Regions from separate parts of the Hordeum vulgare genome. Here region 1 is linked to region 2. A link is a contact called in public Hi-C data. All regions are on one chromosome and are shown on one strand. Each heading gives the region's core, a stretch centred on a gene start, on an enhancer-like site or on the middle of the called end of the contact. The rest is flanking DNA. Distances are from core to core; before and after follow the strand shown.

Region 1 (4,102 bases), core at 1,088-3,587, 230 kb after region 2:
AAGGTACTGTCAACTACGGACTTCACTATATGGGATACCCATCGGTACTTGAAGGGTATAATGATGCGAATTGGATCTCTGATGCTGATGAGATGAAGGCCACTACAGGGTATATATTTACTCTTGGAGGTGGTGCTGTTTCCTGGAAGTCTTGCAAGCAAACGATCTTAACGAGATCGACAATGGAAGCAAAATTAACAGCATTAGACACATGTGGTGTCGAAGCAAAATTTCTTCGAGATCTTTTGATGGACTTACCTGTGGTTGAGAAGCCGGTTCCGGCTATCCTTATGAACCGCGATAATCAGACAATTATTGTCAAAGTGAAGAGTTCAAAGGACAATATGAAGTCCAACAAACATATAAGAATGAGATTGAAGTCTATTAGACGTTTGAGAAACTCCAGAGTGATAGCGTTGGATTACATCCAAACGGCTAAGAATCTGGCAGATCCCTTTATTAAAGGGCTATCACGTGTTGTGATAGATAGTGCATCGAGGGAGATGGGTATGAGACCCACATGAGTTGCCATGGCAGTAACCCAACCTATATGATCGGATATCCCGTGAAGTAGGACCTGGGAAAACAAGCCAGTGGTGAACTGAGGAGAGTAACTTTACTAACCCACTCCGTTGTAGATGTAATGCTCTCGGATACTGTATGGTAGGATGGCTACTGTCTTAATGTGTTCTAAAGCTTATGCGTAAGCAAGATGATGTCCTACAGAGCGATCTTTGGAGGAACACACCTATATGAGCCTGACTGCTGGTCACAGTCTATGAGATTGGGGTGATCTCTAGTAAACTCATGAATAAGCCAGGAGTGTGACTAATATGCTCCACCCGAGGGGTCAGCCTTCAGTAGCCTAGTACTAGTAAGACTTGTGGTGAAGCTTCTTTACGCCAAACTGACAATTCAAGGTATAGTCCATAGTTCAGTTGTAAAGGGGTGTAGCTACTTGTTCTAGGTGAAGCTCAACCTTAACAGGTCTTTACTGAAATGCTAGTATATTAAAACAGTGATTGGAACGAGGGAACACGATGTGCCCTTGAGATCTGGTGGGTGATTGTTGAAATTAGTAGTGGGCCTTAAGCCCATAAGAGAATTTCAGAAATCTCCAAGGGCCCATGTAGGTGGTGGCATGACAAAGTGGTGGTGAGAAGTTTAGTCCCACCCCGCTAGTGGAGGAGAAGTTGGACCCCTTTATAAGGGTCTCTCTTCTACATGCTATTGGAGAGTGAGAAGAGAAGAGGCCCTCGCGCACTCCTCCTCCACCGCCCGCCTCGCCACGCCTCGCACGGCGGGTTGCGGGAATGAGCCGAGCTGAGCTCATACCTATACGCTTATTTTTGTCGGTCAGAAACGGAGAATACGTAATGGATGCGCCACGATCCGAGACGTCGGATCGTGGGTTGTTACCGACTCGGACATCTCTCCACCCGGCCGCCTATATAAGCAGGGCTAACGCCAACCCTAGCCGTCACGAGAATCAGATCACACCTGCTTCACGCGCTCGTTCCTTTGCTGCAGCTGCCACCGGCGACTCCGTCCCGTTCACCGCGTACACGGTCGATGGGAGAGCACGCCTCCGAAACCCCGCATCTCCGGTTCCTGTACGTGATAGGGGCGATTAGATTTTTGGGGAGCGATCACGCGACTGCTCGCCTCCGTCCGTCTACTTCGTCTACGTCCTCGTCATCGCCATGGCTGAACCATCCGAGGCCGATCGTCTCGTCCTTGAAGCTGAGAAGAAGGCGACAGAGGATGCTGCTGCTACGGCTGCGTCCGCCACAAACGCCGCTCCTACGGCCAACTGACCTATTGCAGGGTATGACATATTTATCCCACTCCTGTTCGTTTCAATCCTAGCAATACTACTTGCATGCATAGATGTATCAATTATATGCGTAGTATGTGCTAGATTAGTTCATGATCAGTATGTCATTAGTCTAGTCAATGTCATGCTAGTTATTATCTCGTGGATTAATCTACTCGAAAAATTATCTATTTACTCAACAACTTAATCATTTTAATGAGAAAATAGTTCCGTTTTTAGGGCTCTGAGTAGTTCGGCAAGGTGATTATGATGTTCTAGGTGGCCACACATGGGCAAAGAAGGAAAAATAACCAAACAAGAAAAGGGCAACCCTTATTAAATTCCTTAATACTCCACTAAAGGTGGGAATAGTACATGTGGCACTGTGCACAATTGACAAAGTTTTTCCCTTCCAAGGTCCAACTGTCACCACACATGCAAAGGGGGGCTGTCCTGAGTCCAAGAATGGAGTAACTAAAGCTAAACAGTGTTGTGGACTTGTGGTTCTGGGCTGGCTTGTGAGTCAAGACCTCAAACCAGGGGAGATTATCCAAATAGGGGAAGTTTACATGACTGATGGACATAAATACAGCTTGACTCATCCCTGAGTTGAAAAGGCAGACAAGTTTTTTTGTTGTTGGATGTGAGCTGAAATAGAGTATGGACTGTTGATGAGCCAGGACCACAAACGGTTTTTTCACCCTGGACCACAAACTACCTCCTTGGAAGCCCTAACTGCCTCCTCCTTGCTTCTTGTAGTATATCTTGGAATTTTTGTTTGGTTTCTGGATAGCAACCTCTGGGTATTGCCCATGCACGGCTGCTCTTGCTTTTGGGTGTCTATGTAAACAGTGCCATACGCCCGGCCTGCATATGTGTTTCTGTGATCTTGACAAGGATGGTTTCAAATAGTATTTTACTGAATTATTACAGGGCTATCAGGGGAGCAGTTGTATAATCTTTCTCTCATTGTTTATGTGTGGCACTGGTGTTTTCTGGAGAAAAGGGGAGTGGCTGCCAAAAGAGCCACATGGTGTATTATTGGTCTCACACCCTGCTTTAGCGAGACAAAATCTTCAAGAAAAGGACAGCCACGGGAAAATACTATACAAAGGGGAGCGAAGAGCCTTCCTCTCTAACCGACGACGCAACCCATGTAGATTTCGCTGTAGATTATGTACAGATGACACTGATGCACATCTAAATCATCTGTTCCATACGTGTGGGTCTTGATTTGTTTGTGCTAATTAAGGTTAGGATTATGCTTGGGACGTTGCAATTTCAGAAAACTTGACAAGAACCTCGCATGAAAAGGCCTCAACTACCGCAGCAGATCATGTAGAGGTGGATCTTGAGAAGTTGGGCAGGTGAAGATAGGTTTCAGAGAGAGGAAAAAATGATCGTTTTCTCTTTTCTTTACGTGGTCGTCGTCTCCACCGTCCATGTGATACTAAGAGATGTTACGTCCCCGTCGATGTCCTGCTCCAGCTCCAGTAAGCCTACGCACCTAAACGTCTCGCTTACTAGGAGCCATTAGTATCTCAGATCACTTCGTTGCTCATCTGTCAGTTCGTCAGGTTGATCCAATGTCTTTGATGTCTCCCTGTCCTGTACTAACTCGTCCATGTTTCCGTCTTACCGGAGCAGCTTACACACTGCAATTTGCGGCGAAAAACAGACTCAAAACTTCAAAAATGCTTCGTTTGGAATGCATCCAGTGGTGCGGCGAGAGCCTTATCCGTTTCCTTTTTTTTCGAAATTCACACGGTTCCAATTCTATGGCAAGATCATCTGGCTTGCACAAGTTGGAACTTGTGGCCTGACAAGTGGAGTGATTTTTTTAAGCCCGGTAAGGTTTAGAAAAGAAGGGTTAGCAGCTTGGAGCTATAAGACAATCAAAACCACAAACCTGACAAGTGGTGTATTGATATAAGAGGGATTTGGATTTTGTAAACCACTGCATCCAGTGATACAGTGAGAGTGTTAGTATCCTTTTTTTATCTTCTTTGTTCTTGTCAAATTTCCTGTACGACTAGTAGTTCCCAATCTATGGCAAGATCACGTGGCTTTTGGAAGTTGGAACTTGCGTAACCTGGCAAGTAGTAATTTTTAAAGCCCGGTCTATGATTGAGAAAGGCAGGGTTAACAGAGGAGCCAAGACAAACAAAAGCATAATCTTCTCCTTTTGGAATCTCTGCATTTTCCTCATCATGCATTTTCATTGGTATGAGGGTGAATTTATAATGCCCATCTTAAAGTCCCAAGAAGGCCTAGAGATGTGCATTA
Region 2 (4,153 bases), core at 711-3,210:
GACACCATATCTAGCTAGCATGAGGAAACAAAAATAAGTTTGTGGGAAATGAGCTAGCCACAGCAAAATTAATCTTCACCTGCCCCCACAGCAACAACAAGAAGAAAAGCTTCACCATTGGGCACCAGTGATTAACCAGCATGCAAGAGCAAGATTCTTTTCTTTTTCCAAAGCCATCCCATCCCATCCCAGCTCTCTCTCAAGTTCCATCACCGGCCCGACCTGCAAAGTCTACATGTAGCAGGCTAGCAGGTAGCAGCTACTACCACCTCACTAGACTCTAGAGAGAGAGAGAGAAGGATCTAGAGAGAGATATAGAGAGAGAAGCATGCATAGCATAGGTAGGCTGAGCTGCAAGGACGATGGAACCTTGGACAAAACCCTACACGAGCACCACCAAAGCTTTACTCTTCCGGCCCCGTCGCCTGACACTCCTGCGCCCCATTTGCATGGACACGATTTGACCTATCAAGAACGCAAACACGCACGCACGCACGCACGCATTCATCATCAAAGCCACATCCACACACAAAGCATCAGACACTTTCACACACATGACACAACACAACAATGGCGAGCGAATCCAAGGCTGCTGCAGAGGGACGCGGCTAGCCGGAGAAAAAAAAATCAAGGCGCGCGATGCAATGCATGGACGATTGCATGTAAATTGTATATATACCGGAGTGCGGCGAGGAGGCGGTGGCGCCGCCGCCGCAGAGGTTAGTGAGCTGCGAGCGGATGGTGGTGAGGAAGGAGGCCGCCTCGTCCAACGGCCGGGACAGCTCCTCCTTGTACCGCGACAGCAGCCGGCAGTACGCCTCCTGCATGCGCGCGCGAGCGGCGTTCGTCATCTCCACATGTAATAACAAGCAAGCTAGAGCCAGCGCGCTAGGATTAGTGGGGCGAGCTGTCTTGAACTGGTTGCACCTACCATGAACTCGTCGAGCTCGGGGTCGAGGCCGATCTCCCCGGCGGCGGCGGCGCCCCCGCCGCGCCTCTCCGGCTGGCCGATCTCCTCCAAGAGCGCGGCCACCTCCGGCGGCGCGCCCACCTGACAAATCAAGAATCAACGTGGCAATTTATTACTGACGACGAGCTGCGGTGAGCGAGCTAGCTAGCTAGCTCTAGCTACTACTAGTAGTAGCGGTCTACAGCATGCAAAATGGAGCTGGAGCTAGACGCGGACGGACCTTGCGGCATTCGATGTACGCGGAGAGGAGGGAGGGGTAGCGGGGGTGCCCGGCGATCTGCGCCTTCATCAGCTCCGTCAGATCCGCCGGCGGCGGGGGCGGGGGAGGAGAGCTGGCCCCGCCGGCGACCCCCGACGCCTCGCTGCAGGCCGCGCCGCCCTCGCCGCCGCGCGAGATCCCCGGGTGGATGCTGTACAGATCCTCCATCGATCTCCTTCTCCCCCCGCGCTCGCCGCTAGCTGCGGCTCACTGCTCACCTAATACTCACCAGGCACAGCGCAGCTACCTCCGCACCCATCTCATCTCCATGTGCACGTACACCAGAACAGATCAAGAACCTCTTACTTGGTCACTACCACCGCCACCACTAGCAGCAGCAGCAGCTGGATTCTGGAGGAAGAAGAGGGGGCGGTTCTTTGTGCGATTCTTGGGGTACGGTATACCTTCCAGGAAGAAGAAGAAGATGAAGAAAAAGGCAAGGCAAGGAAGGGAGCTTGATTACGGGGAAATCAGCAGCCGTCTGCACTGCAGCCTGTGCTGCTTCCGATGCTGCTGCTGGCGCAGAGGAGCAGCAGGGTGGTTGTGATCTCGGCGGTAGCAGCGGGAGACATGGGGGGTGGGCACTGGGCAGGCTTCGGCTTTGGGAGGATGGAGGAGTCAGAGAGATGGAAGCTGCGAGATTGGGAAAAGGGAAGGACGAGCCGCTGCTTGGAGCAATCCACCTTGGTAAAGTTTTATCGTTAGGTGTTTTTTTTTTTCCTCTCTCTCTCTTTTCTGCGCAAAAATAATATGTGCGGGTGTTTTGAGAGTTGAGAGCTGAGCTTTTTTTTCTTTTCTGGAAAAATAGACTTTTCTTGATGATGAGAGAGAGAGAGAAGGGTAGGGGCATAGACTCATAGGGCAATCGATGGGTAGTAGTCGGTTTGCATGGGTGTCCTTGTTGGAGGCTGAAATATGATGGATGCCCTTGCTAGGACTTGTGTAGTTTCACTGTTTTAACCTCAGGCCTCATTCGATTCCAAGGATTTTCGTAGGAAAAAAGGATTTCAGGGAAAATTTTCTATAGGTTCATTCTGTTTGTAAGAAGTGTGTACAGGGATTTCATATAAATATTATTCATTTCTGGTGTCTTTGAAGAAAACTACACATCCACTCAAAACTCAATTGTTCGTACGAACGAGACAAGAGAATCCCTTAGAAAGACAAGTTTCATCCTATCAAATTCTTGTACTATTCTTCATTCCTACGCTTTGGTTTCCTCCAAACCGAATGTTCCCTGAGGAGTGCTATTTTCATTTTAGCAGGTATAGTGTTTCCAGTTTCCAAAGTAAAATTATACGTGCACATGTGCCATTTGTTGTGTCTCTACTCCATGGAACATACTTAATGTTGTAGGATCATCACTTGTTCTTTGATTGCATTGTAGCTAAAAGTATATGGGCTAAAGCGAGTGAGTTCTTTAGTAGGAATCTAGACCAGGATGTTGGGCATGTAGCCTCTTTCTGGGTAGTTGGAAAAAAAGTAGATGCCATTGATGTTATTCGTGCTACTATGCATTGCCATGTGGAAACACATGAATAATATCATTTTTACTAGTGCCTCCTCGATGTCCTTGTATGATTTGGTTGCCCGTTTTAAGGCTAGTTAAGTGAAGGCGTTCTGCCAATGGGTACTTCCGATGATCCAGACTACCGGTGCAGGTGTGCAACCGATCATCTATGGGACCTTTGGCCCCTTTGTGGTTCGGCGGGGAGGTTGTGTGACACAAAGAGCAGAAATTACGAGCAACACGATGATGAGACTCGGACGTTTTATCCAGGTTCGGGCCGCTGTAAAGCCTAAAACCCTACTCCTGCTTTGGTGGATTGATTGAGGAAGATGAAGTTCGCACGGAGTTCTGCCCCGGCAAGGGTTGCCGCGAAGAGCTATCCCGTACGTATAAATACACTTGGTTCTAGCCCCCTGGTGGCCCGAATCTATCAAGTGTCGAATCTCCAAGTGTCTGAATCCTTTGTTAGGTTGCCTTGGACCTCCTTTATAGCTCAAGGGGCATCCACAACGGCAAACAGTCATGGTCAGATAGATAATAGTGTTATCATACCTAACTCTGGCACTTAAGACAAGTGCCATAAATGCGGCCTTAGGTGGCGAGCGGGGGTGCGTTCTCGGCAAGCTCCTGCCACCTATTATATGGTCGTGGCTTAGTGTCTTGACATGCCTCTGGGCATGTGTCAACTGGTCATAATCTGTCTTCCGACGCGCGGCCACGTATTTAGCGAGAGCCACCTAGCCATCTGGGAGCTCGACACCTCATCATAAGTGACTCGTGTAGCGATGAGGTGGAGCGGTGGCAGACTAGCCCACGCTTGCCGAGGAGGCGTCTTGCCGGTTCTTGTCGAGGATGCATATGCCTTCGCCCGTGGTGGGTGCTGGGGGTTCTTGTCATGTCTTGGGATGCTCGTGTAGGTCTTGCCGGCGTCTGGTTCCGGCTCCTTGCTTCGGTTGGTGGTTGCCCTTGAGGGGTTATGCTCTTAACGTCCGTTCAAAAGTCACGGGCACTAGGTACCCCATTACTAGTGCACCGACATGAGCCCCCGGGCCTGGCCCATACGCGCTCGCCCAACGCTATTGGGTTAGGCCCAAAGTTCGTGCACGGGCGTGAAATTGCAAAGGGGTAACCGCCAACCCACTGTTCTACACTGTTCCTGTTGGAAATATGCCCTAGAGGCAATGATAAGTAGTTATTATTATATTTCCTGTTACAAAATAATCGTTTATTATCCATGCTATAATTGTATTGAATGAAAACATAGATACATGTGTGGATACATAGACAAAACAATGTCCCTAGCAAGCCTCTAGTTGGCTAGCCAGTTGGTCAAGGATAGTCAAGGTTTTCTGGCTATGTGCAAGTGTTGTCACTTGATAACTGGATCACATCATTAGGAGAATCATGTGATGGA

Evidence for each region. A called contact is a pair of places that touch in the nucleus more often than the background predicts.
Region 1: a Hi-C map of leaf shows a contact between it and region 2, with 4 times the contacts expected there. The contact joins the enhancer-like site here to the promoter of LOC123415825 in region 2. A contact is called at or near these places in 5 of 6 Hi-C or Micro-C datasets (leaf and seedling) and 1 of 1 datasets of contacts at active chromatin or transcription factors (embryo).

The regions. Positions count from the first base shown.
Region 1 is chr1H:47,742,349-47,746,450 of MorexV3_pseudomolecules_assembly, forward strand. No RefSeq gene overlaps it. Among protein-coding and RNA genes, the nearest start is that of LOC123415825, 230 kb to the left of the region's middle. Within about 2 kb of position 2,338, at least 2 of the 3 cell types and tissues checked have open chromatin away from gene starts, as enhancers often do. A contact at or near this core is called in leaf, where this site is marked.
Region 2 is chr1H:47,510,748-47,514,900 of MorexV3_pseudomolecules_assembly, forward strand. LOC123415825 (homeobox protein knotted-1-like 10) reads right to left here and starts at 1,961. Exons shown (of 5, transcript XM_045106764.1): 1 at 1,191-1,961; 2 at 932-1,051; 3 at 680-821. The coding sequence starts at 1,397.